Regions from separate parts of the Mus musculus genome. Here region 2 is linked to region 1. The links are chromatin contacts, called in public promoter capture Hi-C maps. All regions are on one chromosome and are shown on one strand. The core of a region is the stretch at or near the end of the contact, and the rest is flanking DNA. Distances in the headings are between cores, read along the strand shown.

The links. Capture Hi-C pulls out chosen DNA fragments and counts their contacts.
Region 2: a contact with region 1 is called in a promoter capture Hi-C map of liver. The contact joins the promoter of Ptgs1 here to the promoter of Ndufa8 in region 1. A contact is called at or near these places in 11 of 39 promoter capture datasets (3T3-L1-derived adipocytes, the SN4741 cell line, cranial neural crest and 6 more), 1 of 484 Hi-C or Micro-C datasets (granulocyte-monocyte progenitors), 6 of 115 datasets of contacts at active chromatin or transcription factors (acute myeloid leukemia, bone marrow-derived macrophages, cardiomyocytes and 3 more) and 5 of 9 other capture datasets (adipose tissue, embryonic stem cells, liver and 2 more).

Annotation. Positions count from the first base shown.
Region 1 is chr2:36,048,031-36,052,359 of GRCm38.p6, forward strand. Ndufa8 (NADH:ubiquinone oxidoreductase subunit A8) reads right to left here and starts at 1,308. Exons shown (of 4, transcript NM_026703.3): 1 at 1,162-1,308. The coding sequence starts at 1,212. Morn5 (MORN repeat containing 5) reads left to right here and starts at 1,443. Exons shown (of 5, transcript NM_029309.2): 1 at 1,443-1,545. The coding sequence starts at 1,499.
Region 2 is chr2:36,228,572-36,232,835 of GRCm38.p6, forward strand. It overlaps Ptgs1 (prostaglandin-endoperoxide synthase 1), which reads left to right and starts at 1,855. Exons shown (of 11, transcript NM_008969.4): 1 at 1,855-1,998; 2 at 2,097-2,192. The coding sequence starts at 1,992.

The DNA of each region.
Region 1 (4,329 bases), core at 58-2,557:
GTTTGCTAAGCCAAATTAAACATCTAACAAAATATGTCAACTCATGTTTGACCAGTTACACGGTGGGATAAGAATAAAAGACTGGCTGATAGGAAAATCCTTTCTCTCGCCTCTAAGTCAATTTCATATAAATATGCTAACAATTTCTTCATCTGAGGAAAATACCAAGTTGCCATCCTCACAGGTTTGTGAGAGCCTACGTGAAGTCGTATAGGAGAACATTCAACACAGTGCCTGCCATGACAACACAGCCATCTTTTCCCTCTGTCTCACAGTATAAAGTCCAAACTGTTCCCGCCTCGTCAGTGACTTCTCTAGAGGCTTAGCACCGCTAATCTAACAGTAGGCTGACATCAGACAGCTCTCAGCTTCCTCGACAACACGGTTCTACAAGTCCTTCCTCACTCTGTTGCACTTTGGCTGAAAGATTTAACAGGCTGGGTTTCAGAAAAGATCTGGGTTCCTGTTACAAGTCTTCCATACACTGTCTATGTGACCTTGGGCAAATCGCTTCTACTCTTGGGGCCTATTTCTGGTCTACAAGGGAAACCAGTTATACCCTACCTTACTTTGTGTTCCAATTAGCAGCCCGGCCTTTAGAAATGGAGTGATCATGTTTGTGATAGTTACAATAGCACACCACTTTTACTTCACGTTTCACAGAGCCATGCACTGTGCTGTACAGCCTCTTTATCTGTCTCTTTATAAAACTATAAACTATAAGAGCTGGGCACTGTCTCTTACTTCCCATTGCACGTGCACATAACAAATACTTAAATGTCTCTCGAAGAAGTAAATGCTTTACTTGTGTCCCATTACCAAAACACCCTGGCCCATGCCAGACTCACTGTCCAACACGTACTGTGTGCTGCCGCGGCACCCAGGCCTGCTCTGCACCGAGATTTTGACAGACTTGGAAGGGGAAGGTGAGCACCAAGAGGAGGCAGGCTCGCCTCACCGGGAGGGAGAGCAAGGGGCTAGGTGATGCTAATGGAAAGTATCACCCGATTCACAAGAAGAGAGGCCGGTCGCAGTGCGCACAGGAATGGCTGGAGCCAAGGCGAGATGTGACCATGCAGGTCGCAGAGGCCGGAACCGTGCCTGGGCCCGCCTGAAAGCTGCAATCCCAGGCTTCCCGCCTGCCCTCAGGAAGAGCCTCACCTCCTCCACTTTCAGCTCTTCCAGAGTTGGCAGCTCCACTATCCCCGGCATGACGGCGGTAGCCGCGACCCTGACCAGGTGCCCTCGGCCGTGTCGCCCGTCTCCTTCAAGTCCCCTTTGGCTGGCCAAGACTGCCCGGTACCATCTGCGCATGCGTCTCCAGCGACGCGCAAGCGCACTGCTCTAGGGCCGCTGGAGGAGGCGAAGCGTAAGCCATTCCAGGAAGTCTAGCGGTCCCGAGGGGCGGGGCTTCATCTGGTCTCCGCCCACATCTCCTGGTTGTCATAGTGACGCCAAGACAGCTGAAGTTGGTGTCTGTTAGACACTAGCTGTTAACATGCAGTACACCGGGAGCCAGTATTTCGGGGAATACATAAACGGGAGGTAAGCCCCCATTCGTCCATGTCTCCACTTTCAGGCTAGTGAAAGACAACTGTTTTTAAGCCTCCGCCAAGGACCCTCAGCCAAATGCTTTCAAAAACTTGTTCAACTATAGTGCTCAAGCACAGATACCTAATAAGTCGCATAGGTAGGATTCACTCATTCATTCTTTCATTCATTCATTCGTGTGTGTGTGTGTGTGTGTGTGTGTACGAGCGCGTGCGCGTATCCCCTGCACCCATGACCATCTGTAACCAAAGTTCCTCTTCTGGCTTCTGTAGGCACCAGGCATGCACATGGTACACATTATATACATGAGAGCAAAACATACACATTAAAAAATAAATATTTAAAAAATTATGCAGGCAAAGAAAACTAGAAAATGGTATTCAGAGCTGGAGAGATGGCTCAGCAGTTAAGAGCACTGACTGCTCTCCCACAGGTCCTGAGTTCAAATCCCAGCAACCACATGGTGGCTCACAACCATCTGTAATGAGATCTGATACCCTCTTCTGGGATATCTGAAGACAACTACAGTGTACTTAGATATAATAAATTAATAAATATTAAAGAAAAAGAAAAGAAAGTGCTATTCGGCAAATACTGATTTTTCTCTGTGTCCAGATTTTGAATTTGACCCTGGTCAGAATCCCTGCAAACACAGTGGGACGGTTAAGCGTAACACAGTTATGACAAGTAATCAAGGTCAGCCCTGTGGTCAAGAGAGGCAGACCACATGTGAGATGGTCACTTTGCCTTGCCAGCAGCTCTGGATGAAGAAAGCAGAAAATTTTTTAGAGCTGGAGAGGCCGATGCTGGGGGGGTGGGTAATGGACAGATAAGCGATAGTTGTTTGGGCTATAAAGCACTTCATGGGGCTGTAGAGATGCAGAGATGAAGGAGGATCTGTATGCACAGGCTAGAGGAACTGCAGGGTGTTTTGAGGAAGCAGGAGTAGTGGTCTAGCCAAGCACAGGGACAGATTCTTAGAGAGAGTGGCAGTAATATATATAATGGGATGCTGTCCACATCTTCAGTCAGCTTTGCAAGGGAGATGGTATTATCTCAGCTTCAAGGTTAAAGGGTAAAAGGGAGCCTTAAAGGACTCAAGACCCTTGTCTAACCCTTTGGAAAGTGGCAAAGATGCTTGGGTGTGCAATGCCTTTCATGACAGTGAGACAGTTCAGGCTGATCTTGCAAATAAATGGTGGAACTTAACAAAACAACCCAGCTAAGTGAGGGAGTCGAGAATTTCTACCCAGCTTTGTGTCTAAACCATATCATTTCTTTTCATGAGGCAAAAGTTCCTACAGCGAAAGTTTTGACAGGTGGAGGTGAAGGATTGGGCTTGGGCACAGAGATTGAAAAACCCACACACATCTTGATTTTAGGTTTGTTTTGATTTGTGTAAGAGCCCTGGCTATCCTGGAATTCGCTCTATAGACCAAGTTAGCCTTGAACTCAGTTATCTACCTGCCTCTTCCTCCCAAGTGCTGGGATTAAAGGTGTGTGCCACCACTGTCCATTGGCTGTCCTTCATATGTAGAATAAATTAAAACCTAATCTTTGGTTATATAGACTCCCCATTGCTGATGGGAATATAAAATTGGACAAGTACTTTGGAAAAGCTTGGCAGTTTCTTAAAAGTAAGATAGCCATTTCATTTCTAGTTATTAACATGATAAATGAAAATCTATGCACACACAGAGGTGTGCTTGTGAGTACTCCTTCTAGCTTTATATAATGGAAACTGTAATGACTGAAAACTAGAATCAAGCAAGACATTCACCAACATGTGAGAGGACAAACAAGTGTGGTATATCCATTCACTGGAATAGTATACATCAAGGAAAATGTTGGTTCACATAACAGTAACATGAGTAGATCTTAAAGGAATTATATTAAATGAAAGGAATCAGAAATGTCCAGCAAAAAAAGGAGTATATATGATACTTTTTATATTAAATTATGGGAAATCAATTCATGAAAATTGGTCAGTTTTTGCCTAGGGATGAGGAATGGGGGGAACAAACAAAAAAGATTAAAGAGAGTAAGCATAAACTGTGGTGGTGGATATATTAATCATATTGACCATGAGGGTGGTTTCCAGGATTTTTTGTCAAAATGTATGAACTGTACACTTTAAGTATGTGTATGTGCATGTCAACTATGCTTCAAAATCTGTTTTTAGCCACATTTTAAAATCCATGATTTGCATGTACCATATCTAAATATAAAAAATGGAAAACATGGTATAATAGCTTATACCTATAATCCCAGCGTTGGAGAGGCTGAGGCAGGAGGACCGCCACAGGCTCAAGGCCAGTCTGAGCTACATGAGTTCCAGGTCAGCATGGGCTAGAGACTGAGTCCCTGTCTCTCTCTATTCTGAAACACTGCAGAGTTGAGTTCAGTGAGAATACAGGGAATGAATTAAGACCTCCCACGTTTTATAGCAGCCACTACTGTGCATCACCCATACACACCCACAGTGATTCCCATTTGCCAAGTGAGAAAAGATAAGGCACAGAAGGATTTGTGTAGCACACCCAAACTAACATTTGACAGAACAAGGAATTTCTAAAAACCTGACCACTGTGACTTAATTGGCAAGGCTGGGCTGGTCATAACAGACTCGGGAGACACAGAATCGGCTGCCTGGGCTGCTGGTATTTTCACAGTATTAACTTTGTAGCTTTGATGCTAGCGAGGAGGTATTTCAGTGGACAGTATAAACTCTAGTACAGCCTTCAGGGAGGGTAGGATGACAGACCAAAAGTTGTCCCA
Region 2 (4,264 bases), core at 605-3,104, 180 kb after region 1:
GTCTTCTGATGGCATGAAGGGCTGTAGAGCATGGTTATAGCAAGGGCTCATGCTCTCTACTGGCATGGGTCCTGCCTTTGCTACCCACTTGGTCCTATTATCCTGGTGTTCAAATGGGAAGCAGGCCCTAAGGGCTTGTCTATGGTCAAAGAGAAGAAAGGAGACTTGAACTCAGTTTTCTTGATTCCCAGGCTAAGTCTCCTCCCTCCAGGGTTAGGGCTGAGCTAGTTAGCATTTGTTTTCACTACAGGACAGGTCTGGGAGTGAGCTACAGGTGTGACTCCTTGGGTCCAGGCCCAGAGTGAGGGCAGACCGGGGAGTGGAGGATGAGAATCATGCCAGCTCTTCTTGTATTTCTTGGTCACCAGAAGGTCCCCTGTCCTCTGGGGAACAGAACCTCAGCTTTCCTCCCAGATCTCATTATTTTGCTGACAATCACTTGACCCACAGCCCCTTGCCCAGCTGGCTGGTTACCAGAGGGGTCTTAAATCTGGGGATGTGGAGAAACTGAAGCTGGTCTCAGTATACCAGGGCCCCAGTTCTTCCCCTGGTCTGTCCTGGCTTGCTCAGTTTCCCTAGAGCAGTTGGCTTTTGTCCCTGTAGAGCATGGGAACAGCTCTGGTTTGGAAGCAAAAGGGGCACCCCATCAGGCCCCACCTTTCCTACCTGTTCCTTTCCTGAGCCCAGAGATGCCCGAGAGCCAGCACAAGGATGAATGGGCCCTTCCACCAAGCCATGCCTCTGGGTGCGGGCGTGGGCAGAGGGCGTGCTGGGAAAACTGAGGGAGAGAGCTGGCAAGGAAAAGGACGAGGACACTGTGGCTTTGCTCCTATTCTCTGCTCCTTCTAGGCTCAGTTTCCCCCACTGTACAAAGGAGCCAATGACCCAAAGGCTTAGGTCCTATAAGGCTGGCAAGTGGCCATTCAGCTGGAGGGTGGCATTTGGCTAGCCCTGGAATCTAAGTTAGGGCAACTTTGAAAAAGGTTCTCTGACCACAGAGTAGCCACTGCCACATGGGATCTGTATATTTTTTTCTATGGTGTTTTTTTTAAATGTCTCATTAATTTTATTTTGTGTAAGGATTAAAATATACAAATGTTATAATTTTCTTTTAAAACAACTCCCCTCACCTTTAACTATCAGTAAACAAAATTGCCTTATGCCATACATATTTTTTGATATCTACTTTATATGTATCTTTTAAAAATTTTGTTTTTTAATTTTTTACTTAATTCACTTTACATCCCACTCACTGCCCCCTCCTGGCCACCCCCTCCCACAATCCTTCCCCCACTTCCCCCCTACACTTCTCCTCTGAGTAGGTGGGGGCCCCCTGGGTATCCCTCACTGCCTAGGGTGGTTTTGCATGTCCATTTTATAAATAAATACACCGAGGACCAGCAAGGACTAAAGGTGAGCCAACTGGCAGGCTGTGTATTAGGAATGTAAATTACAGCTCCTCATGTCTGACCTGGCCTCTGCCTGCTCAACGGAGAAGGAAGCTCTTCTGTTGGCGGGCAGGAGTGGCAGTAGCGTGTTTTCCATGCAGGACCTCGTGTGCAGGCTGGACTGGACTGCATGGCTTCTCACCTCCTTGCTCCTCATCCTTCTTCAAGCAAGCTATGGTTCAAACCAGCCTCTTCCACCATTTGTTCTGCCTACAAGCCTTGTCCTCCTTCGTGCCCATCCTCAGAGAGCCTCAGTTTGCTATATCCCAAATGGATGCATTTCTGACACTGTAAAAAGATCTTGCACCTCAAGGATCGTGAGTTACGGTCTGAGCAGTCACCATGCAGTAATTAATAAAACGTCTTGGCTAAGGCTGGAGCAGAGGAAGTTGGCGGTCAGCCTGTCAGAGGTGACAACTGGAGGGAGGAGTGGGGGTGGAGCCGTGAGATGGGTGGGAGGGGACCTGCCAGTGCTGGGGCAGTGCTGGAGTTGCACCCGAGGAGCCAGCCGTTGGCATTGCACATCCATCCACTCCCAGAGTCATGAGTCGTGAGTCCGACCCCAGTGGTGCCCCCACGCGTCCCGGAATTCGGTGGCCTGCAGGCGGAGCCTTGAACGCTAGGCTCAACTCTCTCTTCCTTCTGCAGGAAGGAGTCTCTCGCTCTGGTTTCCCCTGCTGCTGCTCCTGCTGCTGCCGCCGACACCCTCGGTCCTGCTCGCAGATCCTGGGGTGCCCTCACCAGGTAGGTGCCCCCGCCGGATGCCCGTGAAAATTCCAAGTCCTGCGCCGTGGGCTTGGTCCATCTCCCTTCCAGGCGGACTCCCTGATTCCCCTTTCTGCTCGCGGTGCCGGGGAATAGGGTGTTGAGGTTATGGAATGGGGTCCCTGGAGAATGGCTAGGGCCTACCTGGGATCTCTCTGGCACACAGCCCACTGAGATCCCGAGTCGGCAGGGGAAGCAGAGACAGGTTCTTTAACTTCTCACCTGATATGTGGTCCGACTTTCCAAGCAGCCTCTGTACCCCCCCCCCCCCCCCCCCCCAGAACTCGGCGGTTTCCTGTGGGGGCTCCTTGGGGAGGAAGCGGCAGACGCCAAGGGGAAGGCGGGCTGGACACTGAGTTCCTTTTCTTTGGCCTCTAACTTTTGGGGAGTCTATCTTAACGCTCAACCTATCTCCCCAACGGTAGATACAGGGATGGGGGTGGGGGACACCAGCTATCCTGGGAATGGGGAAGTGGGCACATAGTGACCAGGAAATTGAGGTTCAGTAGGTGCGATAACAGCCCCAAGTCACATAATGCATAGTGGGCTCAGGGTTTGAATTCAGGATCAGCCTAATCCAGTCACTCTCAATACCTGCAGTGGTTCAAAGAAGCCAGTTCTGCAATTCTGTCCCGCTTCTCTCCCTCAGGGCAGAACCAGGTTCTAGGAAAGAAAAATAATTTACTCCCCGCCCCCCCCATACTTCCCCTGCCCTCCACCTTTCCTTCCTCTCTTTACAATTTGGATGCCCATCTGTAAAATGGGGCCAAGAAAGGTTGGCAGTGGGGGAAAGGGATACTACAGGACCTTGGAACTCAGAGGACAGAGTGGCCTGAGAATCACAGCAGGCTTCCTGGAGGATGGGGTTTGAGTGAGAAAAAGAGCTGGGGACACCTGTGCTAGAAAGGTGACAGTCTGGGTTTTTGGAAAGGAAGCCATTTGTGATCCAGCACTGCAGTTTACCAAGATTAGCTGTGCGTGCCTTTTCTTTGGTGCTCACAGCAGCCTTGTGGGAGGCAGATGCGTTAAGTCCATTTTGTAGATCAGAACTTTGAGAGGCTCAGGAAGTGGGGCCACTTGTTGGAGACCCCACAGTGAGCTGATGGTAGAGCCAAGGCTGACATGTTGGCCATGCTGACTTTCAGTTTCAGCATGAGTCCAGCTCTCACCTGACCCTCCACCCTTTGAGGATCCGGTGTTCATGCACCTGTCTTCCTTGCTGGGATTCTTTTAGGGAAAGGGTAGAGTTCAGCTTGGAGGGCAAAGCTGTGCCAGGGAATCCACAAATGTTCAAGTTCATCCCTTCCAGACCCTGGGTTTGGCTTGGTGTCCTCCCTTTAGCCTGGGAGTAGGCATGACTTGGTGACCCAAGCTGCGCCTGACTAGAGCCACGGTGTCCCCTTTGCCTATAGTCATATTGCAAGTGCTGTAGTGGAATTTTTCTGTTTTGCATTCCAAGGGCTTTTTCTATTTGAGCCTTTGGCTGGGGCCTGGTGACACAGAGGTCACAGTCTGATGTGGAGTGATGTAGGTGCCCAGAGTGACGCTGGAGTCCACAGTCTGATGGTGGAGATAGGCGCCAGCATGTTGTTAAGTAGGAGAGTGAGGGCTGTGGCGAAGGGTGAGAGAGAAGTATAAAGATGTCAAAGAGGGAGTATTGACCCTGTGTTGGTTAGGGGCTGCAGGCTGCTTTAAAGGATGATGGCTTTTGTCTCTCATTGGGTGGGGGGGATGGCATCCTATTTGAGCTCAAGGCTGTGTGCTGGGGATTTATAGTGTTCAAATGCTTGCCTTCCAGTGTGTGTGTGTGTGTGTGTGTGTGTGTGTGTGTGTGTGTGTGTGTGTGTGTATGTATGTAACAGGTAGCTCTGGCTGTCCTGGAACTCACTATGTAGAATAGGCTAGTCTTTTTTTTTAATTATTATTATATATTTTCTTTATATACATTTCAAATGCTATCCCAAAAGTTCCCTATACCCTCCCTCCGCCCTGCTCCCCTACCCACCCACTCCTGCTTCTTGGCCCTGGCATTCCCCTGTATTGGGGCATAT